Linked DNA regions of Sus scrofa: all the other regions are linked to region 2. The links are chromatin contacts, called in public Hi-C maps. All regions are on one chromosome and are shown on one strand. Each heading gives the region's core, a stretch centred on a gene start, on an enhancer-like site or on the middle of the called end of the contact. The rest is flanking DNA. Distances are from core to core; before and after follow the strand shown.

Region 1 (2,700 bases), core at 101-2,600, 220 kb after region 2:
TGGCTCTCATTCTACTGTAGCATGATTAATTTTATTACAGTTGAGTGTGAAAGGGTACAAACCACACGGTCAGTCATTGGATCCTCCACTCAGTATAAGCATGATTTTCTGTACATAGTAAGGACTCAAAAGAGTTGGAATGAATGGCATTTTCACCATTTTACCTCTGGCATTACACAACCCAGTTCCTGACGGGTGAAACAGGTCATTATAGTACTTATTGGATATATTTAAGTTGTTGGAGTGATACTTTTTTTTGGATTGATATTTTTATTTATTATTTATTTTTGTCTTTTTGTCTTTTCTAGGGCCGTACCTGTGGCATATGGAGGTTCCCAGGCTAGGGGTCGAATCAGAGCTGTAGCCACTGGCCTACGCCAGGGCCACAGCAACACAGGTCTGAGCCGTGTCTGTGACCTACATCACAGCTCACAGCAACACCAGATCCTTAACCCACTGAGTGAGGCCAGGGATCGAACCTGCAACCTCATGGTTCCTAGTTCAATTTGTTAACCACTGAGCCATGAGGGGAACTCCAAGGATTGATATATTTAAAAGAATCATAGTTGAGTTGAAGGTAAAAACACCCTGCAAATCGTAGCTGAGTTGAAGGTAAAAATACATTGTAAAGCCCCCATGGGACTAGGGTTTTTATGCAGGTAAAACAAGTAAATGAAGTCAAGGAAAAAGTTGTCCTGGACACACCTGTTCTCTGGCTTCTTGGCAGAATCTGAGTAGGAGTTACTCAAGGGACTACTGTGGCTGTTATCTGAGTCACACTCACAGGCATGAATCTGTGGCAAAAGCAGATGGCACTTCTAGCAGGCATCACCCAGAGGAGAGAACTTCTCAGGATGTATGTCCATGGCAACCATCCATCCTGGGTTTCCTGGCATGGTCCAATTTCAGGTCTTTTGTCTGAAAGTCCTTAGAATGGCACGTGTCCCGCTTGGGTAATGAATTCTACTTTTGAATATGGAAAATATGGTTACAGCAGGCACGTGGAAAGTGCCTTTTATTGCTTCCTGCTGGCAGATCAAAAGCAGAGGGGTTGGACCACACCAAGACAGCCTGTTTTACCCAGGCAAAGGGAGAGACCCAGGGGTTCATGAGTGTTTTGTTCTTCTGTGCAGGTCAGGAAGCCAGGGGGAGGCTACTGATAGGGAAAGCCAGCCAGGGCTGAGCAGGGCTGTGTCTTGAGAACTGGGTCCTAGAAAAGGCAAAGACAGTGGTGGCAGGAAACAAAAGAAGCAGAGGCAGAAATTGCTTTTTTGTTGCACAAAGGAAGGAGGTGACCCAAGGCTCCTTGTGACACAGGAAGAAACATATTTGGGGAAGTGAGAGCCTCTCCCCACACATCCCTTCAGATTAGAGGCGAATTATGGGTGGCCTTAGGGCAAGCAAGAGGCTCTTGTGGTTCTGGCTCTTTCTATACCCCAGGTGGGTGGGATCACTTGTTGGTAAAGGTGCCTCTCAGCAGCATGTTAAAACCAAGCTCAGGAGTTCCTATTGTGGCTCAGCAGAAATGAATCTGACTAGCATCCATGAGGATGCAGGTTTGAATCCTGGGTTAAGGATCCAGCATTGCCGTGGTGTAGGTCACAGATGTGGCTTTGGATCTGGCATTGCTGTGGCTGTGGTGTAGGCCAGTGGCTACAGTTTCGATTTGACCCCTAGCCTGGGAACATCTATTTGCTGCAAGAAAAGAAAAACAAACAAACAACAAACAAAAAACAAGCTCAAAGCCTATTTATTTTCTGGGATCAGTCCATTAAGGGCCACCTCCTCATTCCCCTGTCCTCCCACCCAGTCAGGCAGGTCCCTATGACTTAAGCCTTGAGCTAGGACTTAAGTCTCATCCTGCTTTTCTAATCAGCCTCAAAGCCTGGGGCACATCATTCGCCCCCTCTGGCCTCTGTTTTTTTCCAAAGAGGAGTAGAGAAGACTGACAGAACTGTCTCTAATGCTTACTAGAGACAGTTTGGTTACTTTGCCTTGAGGTGACTCAACTAGCTGACTCCACATTTAAAAAGCTTGAGGAGTTCTGTTGTGACACAGTGGAAGAAAATCTGGCCAGTATCCATGAGGATACAGGTTCGATCCCTGGTGTTGCTCAGTGGGTTGGAGATCTGGTGTTGCTGTGAGCTATGGTGTAGGTACACCCCTAGCCTGGGAACTTTCATATGCTGAGGGTGTGGCCCTAAAATAAATAAATAAATAGCTTGAAAGTATTCATTTTCCTTAGTGCAATAAAATCTCTGTGATTCTACACATTTCATTCACTCATTCATTCACTTAAACATGTATTAAGCACATTTTATGTCAGCTGTGATTAAGTAACAAATAGCAATAACTTCTGCCTAAGTCTCTGCTATGTGCTACACACTGTTAGATGCTTTAGACTGATCATTCCATTTAATCCTCTTACAGCTCTATGAGATAATGCTTTCATTTTTATTTTTTAATTTTTTTTAAATTTTTTTTAAAATTTTTTTTGTCTTTTGTTGTTGTTGTTGCTATTTCTTGGGCCGCTCCCACGGCATATGGAGGTTTCCAGGCTAGGGGTTGAATCGGAGCTGTAGCCACCGGCCTACGCCAGAGCCACAGCAACGCGGGATCCGAGCCGCATCTGCAACCTACACCACAGCTCACGGCAACGCCGGATTGTTAACCCACTGAGCAAGGGCAGGGACCGAACCC
Region 2 (2,700 bases), core at 38-2,537:
TGAATGCCCAATGCCACTTGTTGCTACTGAGTGCTTGAAATGTGGTTAGTGCTACTGAAGATTTGAATTTATTTATTTATTGTTTGTTTGTTTATTTGCTTATTAGGGCCACACCTATGGCATATAGAAGTTCCCAGGCTAGGGGTCAAATCAGAACTGCGGCTGCTGGCCTACACCACAGCCATAGCAAAGCTGGACCTGAGCCACATCTGCAACCTCCACCACAGCTCACGGCAACGTGGAATCCTTAGCCCACTAAGTGAGACCGGAATCGAACTTGCATCCTCATAGATACTAGTCAGGTTCATAACCTGCTGAGCCACAACCAACAGGAACTCCCTGAATTTTAAATTTTATTGTAATTAAATTAATGGTCACATGTGGCCAGCAGCTATGATAGAGAACAGTGCAATAAGAACATTGACCTTAACATGCCAAAACAGAACCACTGAAGGTTGAGCTGGAACATTTCTATGGCAGAGAATAATACCAGCTTGGTTCAGAGGGGGATTATTAATACATAGGAGAAAATGTATCAGGCCGGTTAGGCTAAACCTCTTATGCATTACATATTATGTGTTTTTCCAGTGAATGTGATACCAGGGTACCAAACTAGTGCTTAATAACAGATGAGATGACAGTCTAATTCTCCAGTCACGCAGTGGCTAGGTTGCTTGACTGGGCCTTTGCCTCCACAGGAACAGATTGCATCTTGCAATGACTTTAATGCCTGCTGCCTGACAGGGAGGAGGAGCCCTGAAGGGTGAACCTGGAAGAGTCATAGTCTAAAAGCTTGAAATTAATTGAATAAGACAGAAAATTTACAGTGAACCCAGATCTTTTACTTTCTCTTATGGTGTTTTTATATACTTTTTTTTTCAATGGCCATATCTGTGGCACATGGAAGTTCCCAGCCTAGGGGTCAAATCGGAACTGCAGCAGCTGACCTGTGCCACAACCACAGCTGCACCAGATTCAAGCCATGTCTGTGACCTACACCACAGCTCATGGCAGGCGTGGATCCTTTGAGACCAGGGATGGAACCCACATCCTCACGGATACTAGTCGTGTTGGTTACCACTGCGCCACAGTGGGAACTCCCACTCTTATGGTATTTTTGAGAGAGGACGTGGAAGGAGTTATTTCCAGCCAAGTGCTAGCTCTCTTCTTAAGTTTACCTCACTTTTCTCCCCTGAGCTTTGTTCTCTCTTGCTCAACCTCTATTAGCCCACATTAAATCATGAGCTCAGCCTCCTGTCTGAGAGCCCAGCGTGTCCTGAGTTGTCCTGTGTCAGCGGATTCATGCTACACCCTCAGCAGTGTGCTGCTCCCCGATGATGCAGTGCTGGTTCACATCCTTTAACCTTGAGCTTGGTTTAGCTGCCTCAGCTAAAGGACACAGAGCAGGGTGGCACTTGCTGGCTGCCAGTACCCCTGTGCTCCACAGATGTTTCACATTCCTTGGAACCAAGATCTTTGAACAAGCTTTTCAGAGCCATTTCCCCTCTGCCAGACCCACTTTCTTTAGGAACGGCTTTCATGTTAAAAAAACAAAACAACAGCAAGAAAACACAGGGCTTTTACTCAACTAAGAGCATCCAGACATGTTATAAACAAAGCCTCTGGGGTTCTGCTGGGCCAGCAAGAGCAAGGATAGGGTTTTGCAAAATGATCCATAGTGCTCTGAGTCTATTGTACATTTTAAGATGTTCTTTACAAAATAAGTATAGATTTTATGTTTCTGTTATCTAGTTGAAAGAAACTGTACTTTAAAACAAACAGGGAGTTCCCACTGTGGCTCAGCTGGCCACTATTGGTTCTTAACCCAATTAGTATCTATAAGGATTGAATCCCTGGCCTCTCTCAGCGGGTTAATGATCCAGCTTTGCCTCGAGCTGTGGTGTAGGTCACAGGTGCAGCCCAGATCCCTTGTGACTGTGGCTGTGGTGTAGGCTGGCAGCTGCATCTCCAATTCAACCCTTAGCCTGGAAACTTCCATATGCCCCACCTGAGGCCCTAAAAAGATAATCAATCAATCAACAGCAACCCCCCCCCCTCTCCAAAAACTATTCAAAGCCAGAGAAAGAACCAAGAATGAATCTAGATTCAGAACCCAGTCTCTGCAGAGTCCTTGTCAGGGGAAAGGAAACCTCAAGCCTTAAGAAAGCCAGCTTGAGCTTTGCTCTGTCCCCTGCGGCCATAGCAGAGCAGGGGTTCAGGTCCACATGCCTGAAATTACCTAATGCCCCAAAGGGCAAAGTAACCACAAACGTGCTAGCCACAAAATGCTGGAAGGCGGGGCTCGAAAGCAAATGTGAGAATATTAAATATGTCAGACTTCCTCTTCCCAGGTGTCGGGAGATTTAAAAAAAAATCCCAGACCTTCCTTATATCCTGGAACAAGAAAAGTCGGATCCACCAAGTCCACTGTGAAGGAATGGACAGACAATCAAATCCAAACCCTGAGCCAAGAAGGGACAATAGTTTAACATCCTGTTTGCAGGAGGAAACGGACGCTGGAAGCAACAGTTCCCCTGGGACTCTCCGTGCTTGAAAGATTTGTGCTTCCTCCTTGTAAACACAGCCAGGTCTCCTGGAGGGTCTAGAGTTCCCTCCTGCCTTCCCCCCAATTGTTTCCTTTCTGACTCAGTCCACGTGAGAGCAGCTTCTGCCAGCTGTTGGGGAGGAGGGGAGGAGAGC
Region 3 (2,700 bases), core at 138-2,637, 130 kb after region 2:
CGAGCCAACAATTGGAGGGGATTTCAAAAAGAAACAAGAGACAAGAAACCCCAGAGTCAGAGTGAAACCTGACAGAGGTGTTAAAATTCTTCTTATGAACTTATAGTATTTTGGAAAACCCCACAGAGAGTGTTGTTTGTTTGTTTTACAATAGTGTTATTTATAAATCATCCACTTTCTAAAACATTGACTATTCATTTTGAATAGTTTATTGAGCATCTACCACATTCCGGGCATCGTGTTGGTTATATAAAGATGAATGTGATTAGGAGTTCCCTTCACGGCTCAGCGAGTGTTAACGAACCCGACTGGTATCCATTAGGATGCAGATTTGATCCCTGGCCTCACTCAGTGGGTTAAGGATCTGGTGTTGCCATGAACTGTGGTGTAGGGCACAGACATGGCTCAGATCCTGCGTTGCTGTGGCTGTGGTGTAGGCTGGCAGCTGTAGCTCCAATTCAACCCCTAGCCTGGGAACCTCCACATGCCTCAGGTATGGCCCTTAAAAGACAAAAGACCACAAAAAAAAAAAAAAAAAAAAAAAAGAATATGATGAGCCCCTGCCCTCTAAAAGTAGTCAATGTTTTATATGTATATATATATATATATGTTATATATATATATATATTCATAATCCATATAATCCATATAATGCTGTTAGTAGTTGGAGATATTTTTGTGATGACTATATGTCAGGAATCTTTCCCATATTTGGGTTTTACATTATCTAAAAAGAGCGACACTTCCTTGTTTTTTGTAAAATCCCTGCAACTTGATTCTAGTTCCTCAGATATATGGATCCTCAACATGTAGGAATGATGACAGTGATGATGAGGATGAAGACGAAGATGAAGATGACTTCCATGTTGCTGGACAGAGATGAGGGCAGAAAAAGGATTTTCCTATAGTTTGGAGACACTGACCCTTGCACCCATGTACTAATTTACTTGAGTCACAAGAAGACTAACACCAAGTTCTTATAAATATTCTGAGATGTTGATTAGGTTGATTGTATTTTAGTGATGCAAGAAGAGAGACTTATTCAACTAAACTCCCTGTGACCTTTTTAAGGCCCAGCATTAAGGGAGAGGTGCTGGAGTGAGACAGTCACCCTCTGGGACTCAGGAGCACCCCCTTCTGGCTCCTTCTAACTTTGGCAGGTGCCAGATGGATGCCCTGGCCTCCCAACCAAGACCCAGGTGGGTGAGTGGGTTGAAGTAAGTGATTCTAAGGACGCCTCCTCCAGCTGTCAGGTGCCTCTGGCTCTGTGAATCTACACCGTCAGACACATTTCCAGAGTGGCCAGTCTTTCAAGGAGCCTTATGTCCACCTTGAGTACAAAGAGCTTCCAGCCCAAACTCCATTATCCTAAATTTCTAGGCTTTACAGTGGAGGTCACATGAGCCAGTGTCTCTGAAGATATTGTTTTATTAACTGCAGCAACAATTGTGTTGACGAAGCTCATTTTATGCAATACTTAAAACTCTTCTCTTCTGAAACTGAGCATTATCTTCTGAAGAGAGTAGACATTCAATAAATACAGCTCCTTCACCATAGGAAGGTGCTGAGAACCCAGTTCATCGTCCACAAAATCGTTGTTGACTTGAATGGAACTGCAAAACAGGAAGAATCCAAAACAGCCACCCATGCAGTTTCCTAGGAATGTCAGTAGGTGGCAGTATTTCCTTTATGGCTTAACAACCAGCCGGCTCCAGGCCAGTGGCTAAGGCTAATACAGTTGGTGGAGAAAAGCCAACCTTAACATCTTTCTATATATATATGTATGTATGTCCATATATGACATTCTTATAATGTCTAGAAATTACAGACAAGATTTTTCAAATGGAAATGTTTTTCAGCCCTTCTCTGGGCAGGCCAGGTGGAGACAGCAGCCACATTAAACATGTTTTTGGGTGGGTCCTCCAGGACACTTATCAGCCAGGGCTGGCCTCAGGGACCCAGGCCTGTCTCTGTGCAGGCATAGGGAGGGGGCAGGGATGAAGAAGGAATGGGAGAACCCTTTCCAGCTCTGTGCATTGGGCACCCAGGGGTAGCCTGACTGGGGCCCGTCCTGCAGGCCCCCAAGGCTCCGAGCATTAGGGCTCCTGCAGGCTGTGCTATGTGAGAACAGAAGGAGAAGTATGGGCAGCAGCCTCCATCCAACCTTGCTCGTTTTATTTTTTATTTTGTGACTTCTGTCTTTTCAGGGCCGCATTCATGGCATATGGAGGTTTCCAAGCGAGGGATCAAATCAGAGCTGTAGCTGCTGGCCTACACCACAGCCACAGCAATGCCAGATCCGAGCCGAGCCTGCAACCTACACTACAGCTCACAGCAATGCCGGATCCTTAACCCACTGAGTGAGGCCAGGGATGGAACCTGCATCCTCATGGATGCTAGTCAGGTTCGTTAAGCACTGAGCCACGACAAGAACGCCTCATTTTATTTTTATGTGAATTTCGTAGTGACAAAAACTCACTGATCCCTGGAAGCAATGCCCTTCTCATGGTGCAAAAAGCTGATCCCTCTGAGCTGGAGTATAAAATCCACCCTCTAAAATCCACCCTCCCATTCATCCAGTCCTTGGCTATTATATGCCCTTTAACTGCTGGTGGTGCCCCCAGGGGTTGAAACATGTAAACATATTTCTCTCAGAGCCACTGAACTAATCTGACTCACTCCACTTTTATCCAGGGAATA

The links. A called contact is a pair of places that touch in the nucleus more often than the background predicts.
Region 1: a contact with region 2 is called in a Hi-C map of retroperitoneal adipose tissue, with 2.5 times the contacts expected there. The contact joins two enhancer-like sites. A contact is called at or near these places in 1 of 5 promoter capture datasets (liver), 23 of 47 Hi-C or Micro-C datasets (alveolar macrophages, brain, embryonic fibroblasts and 13 more) and 2 of 2 datasets of contacts at active chromatin or transcription factors (alveolar macrophages and skeletal muscle).
Region 3: a contact with region 2 is called in a Hi-C map of retroperitoneal adipose tissue, with 2.0 times the contacts expected there. The contact joins two enhancer-like sites. A contact is called at or near these places in 2 of 47 Hi-C or Micro-C datasets (embryonic fibroblasts and retroperitoneal adipose tissue) and 1 of 2 datasets of contacts at active chromatin or transcription factors (skeletal muscle).

What each region holds. Positions count from the first base shown.
Region 1 is chr4:83,428,826-83,431,525 of Sscrofa11.1, forward strand. All of the region lies in intron 2 of LOC110260300 (a long non-coding RNA gene), which reads right to left. Among named protein-coding and RNA genes, the nearest start is that of RCSD1, 26 kb to the left of the region's middle. Within about 2 kb of position 1,351, at least 21 of the 83 cell types and tissues checked have an H3K27ac peak or open chromatin away from gene starts, as enhancers often do. A contact at or near this core is called in liver and retroperitoneal adipose tissue, where this site is marked.
Region 2 is chr4:83,210,439-83,213,138 of Sscrofa11.1, forward strand. No RefSeq gene overlaps it. Among named protein-coding and RNA genes, the nearest start is that of MPZL1, 98 kb to the right of the region's middle. Within about 2 kb of position 1,288, at least 19 of the 83 cell types and tissues checked have an H3K27ac peak or open chromatin away from gene starts, as enhancers often do. A contact at or near this core is called in liver and retroperitoneal adipose tissue, where this site is marked.
Region 3 is chr4:83,342,309-83,345,008 of Sscrofa11.1, forward strand. All of the region lies in intron 4 of RCSD1 (RCSD domain containing 1), which reads right to left. Among named protein-coding and RNA genes, the nearest start is that of TRNAP-CGG, 28 kb to the left of the region's middle. Within about 2 kb of position 1,388, at least 6 of the 83 cell types and tissues checked have an H3K27ac peak or open chromatin away from gene starts, as enhancers often do. A contact at or near this core is called in retroperitoneal adipose tissue, where this site is marked.